Regions from separate parts of the Gossypium hirsutum genome. Here region 1 is linked to region 2. The links are chromatin contacts, called in public Hi-C maps. All regions are on one chromosome and are shown on one strand. The core of a region is the stretch at or near the end of the contact, and the rest is flanking DNA. Distances in the headings are between cores, read along the strand shown.

Region 1 (4,971 bases), core at 567-3,066, 150 kb after region 2:
AAGCAACATAGAGATAGATTGGTTCAGTGCAGAATAGCATCAACAAAGACCACCAAATGTGAAGATATCCCAAATTTAATCCATATAGGGAATTTAGACTTTGATATACATCACAAAAGTTTGAAACCACCATCCTAAACTAGGTCAACAAAACATAGAACCATAAAAAGGGCACAGATGAACTAAATCTGAACTATAAAACATTAGGGAGGAACCAAAATCAAGAATTATTTCTCTCCTATAAACAAGAACCATAGAGAAGAAAAGCAAAAAAAAAAAAACAGAACAGAGCAAACCCCTAAACTGAACGCATAAACAAGACAGAGGCTGTCGAGAAGAACGGAGGAACTGGTGACTTCAATTGACTGACATGAAATAGCGGAGAACTGAAAGTGGCCGGAGGCGAAGAAAGCAAGAGAGGCTGGGTGAGAGGAGCTGTTGGGTTGAAGAAGGAGGGTTTTAGAAAGGTGAGGGGCAAAATTTGAAAATGGAAATAAAATCTTATTCCACCTTGGCTGAATTACCATTCAGTGGTGAGGGAAGGAAATGCCTATGCTGCCTTTTGCCGAAATAAGGCCTAGTCCATGCGGACCATAATAAGTCATTGTAATCAACCGAACATTAATTTAGTGGTGAGCCTACTGAATTCGGCTAGAATCCAGTCATAAACCCCCAATTAAACATGTAAAGAGTTTAAAACTCATAATTACTACCCTGATAATTATATCTGTGTATTGATTGCTTTTAGACACATGTTTGCCTTTGATTGATGTTTTTCAAAATACATTGTTTCTTTGTTACTGCCTTCGCTTAAAAGTGTTGCTTCAATTTCCCACCCAGGTAGTTATAAATACGGCTCTTTTGCGACTTTAAGGCCTTTGTCGTCATCGAAAACTTGCTTCTTCTTGTCTTTTTGTCCTCTCAATTTTTTCATTTTGTCTTACAAAATCATCGACGATCCTTCAAGATTGCAAAGAGAAATGCTTCAATGGAAAGTGAAAATCGGTTATGCATCACTACCACAGGGGAGATAACCATGTTGATGTACCGTGTCTCAAGCTGTATCATTATAAATATGAGTTCTTGTTTCCCTTAAGATCACACCAAATAAGTGAAGTTACAACCAATGGATGGGGCTTTTATCTCCCATTGCATCTATTTGAAGTGGGTTTTCATTTGCTCCATCATCCTTAGTTTTTAGAGATATTGCAATTGAAAAATATGACCCCTAAACAACTATAAAATGCTTCTTAACATATGTTATTATTGTATTTTTTAGATTATAAGGAACATTGAGAAGAATATTCTTCAATTAGCTTTAAAAATCTATTTACCCTTACTTGAAGGTTCTCTTGGAATAAGTCACTTCTGGTTGCAGGATAGTGTAATCTTGAGATGAACAAATTCCCCAAAAATGTTACCTTTTATCACCATAAATATATTATGGTAAAGAACAAGTTTGGAAGACTTTCCATTTCCCCTAAAGTAGATTTTTTTATTTGTAGGATTTTTCCTCTTCTATTCGATAAATACATTTCCAAGAATCAATTTCATCACCTAAGAACAGAGTAAGTGAAGTTTAACGAGTTGTAACCTCTAAATTAACTTTTGGTGGTTTTGTTTTAATAAGTCCATTGATGCAACCCCAAAATTGGTGGCTAGTTCTCTAAATAACTTAATTGTTATTTTAATCTATCAAATAACAAGTTAGGCTAGTGTTATTTTTCCCATAACTTTCCCAATGGTAGTAGTCTTTGTTAGTTCAAAGCTCAAACCCAATCTCCCATCATATTAATGGGATGGGCGGAAATGAAATAATTCGGATTAACGCAAGTGAGAATTCGAAACCCAAATTCTAAGAAAGGTAAAAAGACAAGCAAAGGAAAGCAGCCGCTGGCGCTGCGCCAGTTTAGGATAGCGATCTTAATCTAACACCGTGGAAAATATGGTCAACAATTATTTAACCCCAAAAGTAATCTAGATCAACGTGTAGTAATAACTCAGACGCTTCAATTCAGTACGCGGGTAGCATGGAATTGTTAATGGCGGTTTTCAACCCAAACCCAAAGCTTTCATTTTCAGTCTATTTATTAAAACCCTCCATTTTTCTTCCCAGTTAATTTTCAAAAAAGGGTCTCTGAAGAAAATGGCCATGGCAGCAATTTTGTTGCTGTTTTTAACGTTATTTTCAAATTCAAAAGCTGATCGAGATTTCGATGTTCGTCAACACCTCTCTACTGTAACAAGGTCTCGCTCTTCTTCACTATCTCATTGAATCGTAGTTTCATCATCTTTACAATTTTGAATCAGGTTTATATTATTATTTTAGTTTTTTTCTTATTTATTCCTTTTTTTTTGGAGCAGATATGGTGCTGTGAAAGATATTGTTGACAATTCGTTTATACCATCTGATATTCCTCAAGGCTGTACTCCTATCCACTTAAATCTTGTGGTAATTTTGTTTTATTTTCATGAAATTTGAGTTTTTAATTATTCGCGGCAGCTAGAAATGGTGTTGAGATTAAGTTAATATGGAGTAGATGTATATTTTGGATCTACATTTTATTGTTAGATGAAGTTTGTCTTTACAAAATTTAGCATAATTATTCTTTAATAATATGCCCCCACTGAACCAAATTTATGGAAGATTTACTACAAAGTTTGATTTTAGATGCATGGGAGAAGTAGGGTAAGTATTGTGCATTGTTTCCAATTGTTAGCTTATTGGATATCTTTAAGATTTGCTGTTGTTATATTCTGTGCAAAGCATAGCAGTTTTGAGATTGCTTCTTACTCATTGTGCTGCCTTTTAAGAGTCATTGTTTTGCTTGAGATTTCTAGCGTGGTTAGTTAGTACTTGTTGAATGTCTTGGGAGTACAAACAAAAGGGAAGTTAGTTTAAATATTTATTTTTAGGCAAGACATGGAACGCGTTCTCCTACAAAGAAGCGGGTGAGAGAGATGGAAAAGTTGGCTTCTCATATAAAGGAACTTATAGAAGATGCCAAACAGAGGAATTTGTCCTTACAAAAAGTCCCTGCTTGGTTTCATAACTGGGAGTCTCCTTGGAAAGGGAAACTGAAAGGTGGAGAGTTGGATATCAAAGGAGAAGAGGAATTGTATCAGCTTGGAATCAGGGTTAGGGAAAGATTTCCCGATATATTTAATGAGGAATACCACCCCGATGTGTATCCCATAAAGACTACTCAAGTGAGTTCTATGTTTGAAAATTTATTTTCTATTATACATGTGTGTGTGTGATTAAGAGGTTTTTTTCTTTGATTTGGGATTTCTGGTATAACATATGGATGCTACTGCAAACCTATTTTTCTTTATCCCCATTTCTGAAGATGGTCTTATTGTACATTATTTATTTATTTAGAATTTCCTTCTTAATTTGTGGGAAAGATTCCTCGGGCTTCTGCTAGTGCTGTTGCATTTGGCATGGGGCTATTTAGTGGAAAAGGAAGTCTAGGTCCAGGTCGTCATCGAGCATTTGCTGTTACAAGTGAAAGTCGAGCAAGTGACACAATCCTGAGGTTTTTTGAGTGTTGTCAAACCTACAAGGTATGTACGATGTTTCTTCATTATTATTAGAGCACCAACACAAGTATGGTTAATACGATTATGTGTTTCTAGATTTTCCATATTTTTATACTGATATTAATTTTGGCTACAAATTTGAGAAGTTTGATGCAAGAAAATTAGCTGAGATTTTAAGTTAGTCAAACATTCTTTTTGTTGTTTTCTTAATCATTTTTGTACATTTTATACATATTCAGCACCTTTACCTCTTTAGGTTAATCTAACCTTCAACTTTCGGATTTGATTCATTTGTTGATCAATCTAACCTTTACTGCTTAGATTAATCTAATCATTTTGTTGATTCATTTGTGCTGTAATTTGATTGGTTTGCCTTCTTATTTGCTTATTTAAACTGAATTTTGTGAGTGCAGGACTTCAGGAAAAACCAAGAGCCTTCTTTCAATAAGCTGAAAGAACCGATCCTGACGGAGATTACCTCTGCATTGGCTAAGCAGTATGAGTTCAATTTTACAATACAGGATATATCCTCTCTTTGGTTTCTGTGTAAACAGGTACTCATCTTCTTTTCATGTAAATTTTGTAGTTCATACCCTGTTAAAAATCAGGAAGGTCTAATATTGGTCAATTCAACTTTAGTCTTATATTTTGGTTCCTTTGATTTTCAATATGGCAGGAATCATCCTTGTTGGATATAACTGATCAAGCTTGCAGTCTTTTCAGTCCCACTGAGGTATTCTCATGCTTCATTACTCTTTATGGAGAAATCAATATAAACAGCTTCATTGGAGTTGGGATCTATTCATTTAAAAGATTGGAGATAGTATGCATATCCCATCACTGCTCATATTGGAAATACTGTTGATATGTAGGGACCGTTATGATTTTCCAGAATGTGGACATTTTTTTCAAAAATATTGATGCTATTAATGTTCGCTAGAAGTGTATATCATCTCTAAATATTTTGAAGCTTAAATTTTATACAGTTTATTTTATTTATATGTTTATTATTTTTCATTAATCTAACATATATCATTTGCTGATCTCCATACCAGTAAATACGTAGAAGAAATTGCCTTCATTAGGATAACCATTTGTTTGTTTAGATTACTTTGTCTTTGTTCCTTAAGTAAATATTAAGGAAAAATAAACCAAGATCTTTACTTTCAGGGAAGCTTGTATCCTGCTGTTTATCATGCTAATTTCAACAGTATATTTAGTTAATCTTGTTATTTTCCATGCTATATGGGTTTTAACATTCAAAAGCTGTCTAAATAATTAGGTTGCTTTGTTGGAGTGGACGGATGATATACAGATGTTCATGGTAAAGGGTTATGGTAAATCATTAAATTATAGAATGGGAGTGCCTTTGCTTAAAGATGTTCTGCAATCCATGTCAGAAGCTATCAACGCTGACGAAGGTAATAT
Region 2 (4,631 bases), core at 363-2,862:
TTTAATTTTTTTTAAAATATATTAAAAAATTAAATACATCCATATCCGACACCTACAAGACTTTCATGTCCAGTCCAGTCATCCACCACAAATAGGTATTGAAAACCAAGATATCAACCCCTTTCCAATTCTTGCCATGCTTATTGATCGAACCTTTCCTCACTATTCTATCCGATATCCTATGAACAATCGCATTATCTGAGTTCGATTCAAGGAGAAATGGAGCCCAGTAGAACTCAATGCTCGTATTATAATCCTTAAAAACGAAAAAATAATATTTGAACATCAATGGAGATTTTAACTTAAAAAAATATTGATCATAAATTAAATTAAATTACGTACCCTGGCTTTGAAAACTGTGAGGGAACCATTTTTATGAGTTTTCATGGATTTTTGGTCATCAGGGATGAGTTTATGAAGAAGACATATCATTGATACAAATTGACCACGGTTCAATGAGTCACCAACAAACATCATTTTCTTCCCTCTCAGTGTTTCCAACATCAATGTCGCATTGAAGCTGTTCATTCTATAATAATTATTCTCAGGCTATGTATCGGAAGTAAAAGTATCATTGAAGTTTTTATATTAAAAGTTAAATTGTATTTTGTCTATTATATTTAAAAAATAAATAAATTAATTTCTATATGTTAAATCAAAAAAGTAAATGGGTTATTTGTATTTAAAATTTCATTCATTTCTACTATAAAAATAAACGTAGTTGACGAGCGCCACGTGTATATCATCCTACCATACAGGGTCAATTTTTAATAGAATGATTCATTTGCTATTTAATTTAACATATAAGAATTAATTTAATCAATTTTTTGAATGAAAAATGCAATATTAAATTTACCTGTTAGTAGAAGGGTCTTTATATTACTTTCACAGTATAGTATATAAAATAAAACATTAAAATATGAATAATTTGTTTTTACCTAGGAAGATCGCATCCATGAGGTTGCCATCGCCATTTCTGATAGTCTTTATCAGGTCTTCCATGTTCTTGACATGTCAACTGGGGTTGAATGTACGGACACTCCGATTCTTCATAGAGAGGCCGAGTTAACTCGTCCCTCACCCACCTCCCACTGAATATATCACATCCTTCTTCGCCCTTCCCTATAGCGAATGCCAACTTCCCTCTTCTTTTCACTAACCCCAACAACCCCAATTCCCAAGTTAAATCCAAACAACATAAAAATAAAAAACAAAGCTTGACTCGTTTGACTGAGTTGAGTTAACTCACCAGGTTTAGACATGGCTCGGCCTGGAATTGGTTCAAGTTGTCCAAGAATGCACATGAAATCTTCTCCATAAAGAATAGAAACGAAAACAATGAAAGCTAACAACGTAAAGAGGTAGGGAGAGAGTCGAGCTTTTCTAAGAACAGCAGAGGAAGAAGACGACAATGGTGGTTTCATATCTTTGTTTCTTTAAAATTAAACCCAAAAATCTGTATTTTTTTTTACCTTAAATTTGTGTGTGAATTCTAATTATTTACAAGGGTTTAGGAATGTTGAGATTGGATTCATGAATTAATATATAGAGAGAACTATGCAAAGGTTTACTTCCACTACTGTTTCAGCAATTTAATAGGTTCATGTGTTCTCATTCTGAAATTTTAATTTTATCATTCAAATTCGTATATTTATAATTCTAATAATTTTATTTAAATAGAAATTCGATATAAACCCGAGAAAAAAATAATTATTATAATTATTATTCAATATTATTAGCATTTATATATATAATTTCTTTATTATTTTTGGTTACATAAAGTACCGTTGTGTTGTTGAATAATGATGCATAATTTGCAGCTAGAAAATGATTGTTTAGCCCCTACATTAATCAAACTATATGATTTGTCTTAATAAGTTCATCATAGATATTGAGGGGGAAATAGGTTTTCTTAATTTTTATTTTTATTTTCATTTTCATTAATTACATGTTTTGTAGATCTACTCAAGTGATTTATTTTTTTTCTCTTAAAGAAAATAAAAAAGAGTGGTAGTGGGCAGTAAATGGTGTAATGGAGAAGCTATAATTTTCCATTGGCTTTTAAGCTAAGGATTGTCCCTAAAATGTAAAAGATGCCATATCATTATCCTACTTTAGTGACATGGATATGCAATTTCTATCTTCATAATTATATTTAAAATTTTAGATAAATAATTAATTCTTGAAATATTTAAACATATATATATATATATGTCATGTCATTTTTAATGTTATTTATTTAACTTAACCTTTGCTATTGTATTTAATATTAAAAGAAAAAAAAATAAAGGTGATGGTGATGGTGATTTAATAAACTAAGGTTGCTTTGTTTTAAGAAATTTAGCATTTAGGTGAGGATTTGGTGACATTTTACATTATTTTTATATGCTTTTATTATAATGTCTACTCTTTAACAATAAAATAAAGCAGCAGTTAGCTGTTTTGTTGTACACCTTGGATGATGCAATGCATCACCTAAATCATTTCCATATATTTTTGTTTCTATTAAATTGTCTACTGAATTTTAGTTTGACTGATATTATTATTAAATACAAAAAAAATATGGACTCGAGCATGTTGAAACACATTTTTCCTTTTATTCAGTTATGTATAGTTTTATACATGGTATAAAAAAATAATTAATAAATTGAGATTAAAAATATGATGTGATAGAATTAAAATACAAGACACCATCCAATGTGCAAGTTAATCACTTTAAAATATAATTAATAAATTAAATAATAAATTATGCAATAAAATATATTCCTCTGTATATAAATGATAAATTTTATAAATAATTCTTGAAAAGTATTAAATTATGTCAAAAATTAAATATAGAGATAAAATCTTGAATTTAAGCGTAATATAGGGACTAAAACTAAATTTGATTATCGTTATATAATCTAAAAAGAGAAATGAAAGGATCAAAACTGAAATTAAACAAATTTGAGTGTAGTATAGAGATTGAAATAGAAATTTAACCATTATTACATAAAGTAAGAAAAGTAAAAGGATCATAATTGCAAGTGAACCATTATACCATAAATCATATTAAAAAAAAAACAAGTTGGATGATTTTATGCATGCTACACCTCACCTGTCTATAAAATTATCACTATATTTTTCAATTTATTCATACTTTTTCTTATATATATAATTTTGGGCCGAGTTTAATTTTTTAAAAAGAAAATTATATTCTTATTATTTTTAAAAAATGAAGAAAAATGTGAACGAAACGATTAAAGGCCCCAAGACCAGATGATTAGCCTACCAATTTTTTCAAGCTATTTGAGACTCCCAGATTCATGAAGATGCTTAAAGAAAACTTCACAGTCATGTCAACAAATCTCTTGGTAGGTACTTGGGATTTAATATGAAGCATATTTCTTCTAAAAGCTCATTTTTTCAATCTACCATTAATACGCTGAATATCAAGCTCTAAGGATGGAAGTCCAAATTGCTCTCTCCTCGTTGTAGGTTGACTATGATTTTCTCTGTAGGTACCTAAATTTACCCGGGCCCATAATTGCTAATCAGCCCAGACCCAAAAAAGAAATATAAACTAAAACCCAATTACAAGGACAGCCCGATAGGCCCAAAATCAAGCCAATCTTGGCAAACCGAAACCCTAGTCTCCTCCCCTGGCGCTGTACCCTTCCCATGTGCGCCCTCGGCATGCACGACGCCCAAGGGCCGACTTTGCCTTCAACCTTACACCAAAATGGCATGCTTTCACTGCCGTTGACCCCCCTAGGCCTGCAAAACAGAAGCAAAAGAGAGCAAAGCAGCAGAAGCAAAAGGAAATAGTAACAAACAGTAGAAAAATCTTTGTATTCGGCTATAAGAAAAGCCTGGAACAAACAATTTTTTTACACAGACTATTAAGGAAAAAGAGCAAAATACAAGCAAAGGTTGATTCCAATCTCGTTTTCGACTCGTTCTTCATATTTTATTTATGCTTTCATTTTTTTATTTTTCATTTTTATTTTTTTAATCATAAATCTATTTTAAACAAAATAAAAAGGGAGTAAAAACTCACCGAAACCGCCCCGTGACCGCTTCGTCGGAGGGCTTTTCGTCGTTGTCGCGTTCGAACCCAAAAGGGGGTGCGAACCATTATCCTTGCGCTTCCGAGGATTGATGGTGTTATAACCTTCAAACGCGCCTTGAAACGGGGCTTAATGCCCACCCTTGTGCACTGTCGGCCGCCGGGTACAGTGGTGGCACGATAGATGGAGATTTGGGTGTCCCCTTTGGCCGGCTACAAGGAGAGAAGGGAGAGAGTTAGGGGAATCTCAGATTTTTTTTTAGAGAGGAGGTTGCAAATGAAAATTTCTGAAAAAAATGGGCTTAAATGCAACCCTGGAAACGATGCCGTTTTTGGGTGGTAGTCCAGGTGCCAAAATGGCACCGTTTTGGCCAACCCGTTTTCGACCCGACCCGCTCCATGCCAAGACCCGAGCGTTTCCGCTTTAATGGGTTATTTTGGATTCGATCCCTTCACTTTTGTGGTCTGTCGCAATTCAGCCTTATTTCCTTTTCTTTTCTTTTGATTTTTACCCTGTAATTCTTGAAATGTTCAGATTCGGTCGCTATTGAAGTTATGCGTTTTGGGGGACGGGGATATTGCC

The links. A called contact is a pair of places that touch in the nucleus more often than the background predicts.
Region 1: a contact with region 2 is called in a Hi-C map of leaf, with 2.1 times the contacts expected there. The contact joins the promoter of LOC121230723 here to the promoter of LOC107962124 in region 2. A contact is called at or near these places in 16 of 34 Hi-C or Micro-C datasets (anther, callus, hypocotyl and 2 more).

What each region holds. Positions count from the first base shown.
Region 1 is chrA06:120,624,351-120,629,321 of Gossypium_hirsutum_v2.1, forward strand. It overlaps LOC121230723 (multiple inositol polyphosphate phosphatase 1), which reads left to right and starts at 1,817. Exons shown (of 12, transcript XM_041116034.1): 1 at 1,817-2,247; 2 at 2,365-2,452; 3 at 2,917-3,210; 4 at 3,409-3,567; 5 at 3,957-4,097; 6 at 4,220-4,276; 7 at 4,826-4,964. The coding sequence starts at 2,147. LOC121230722 (a long non-coding RNA gene) reads right to left here and starts at 749. Exons shown (of 2, transcript XR_005928861.1): 1 at 297-749.
Region 2 is chrA06:120,476,506-120,481,136 of Gossypium_hirsutum_v2.1, forward strand. It overlaps LOC107962124 (protein trichome birefringence-like 33), which reads right to left and starts at 1,613. Exons shown (of 6, transcript XM_016898368.2): 1 at 1,250-1,613; 2 at 939-1,155; 3 at 343-520; 4 at 57-256. The coding sequence starts at 1,424. It overlaps LOC107962123 (a long non-coding RNA gene), which reads right to left and starts at 4,325. Exons shown (of 2, transcript XR_001701521.2): 1 at 4,040-4,325; 2 at 3,339-3,756.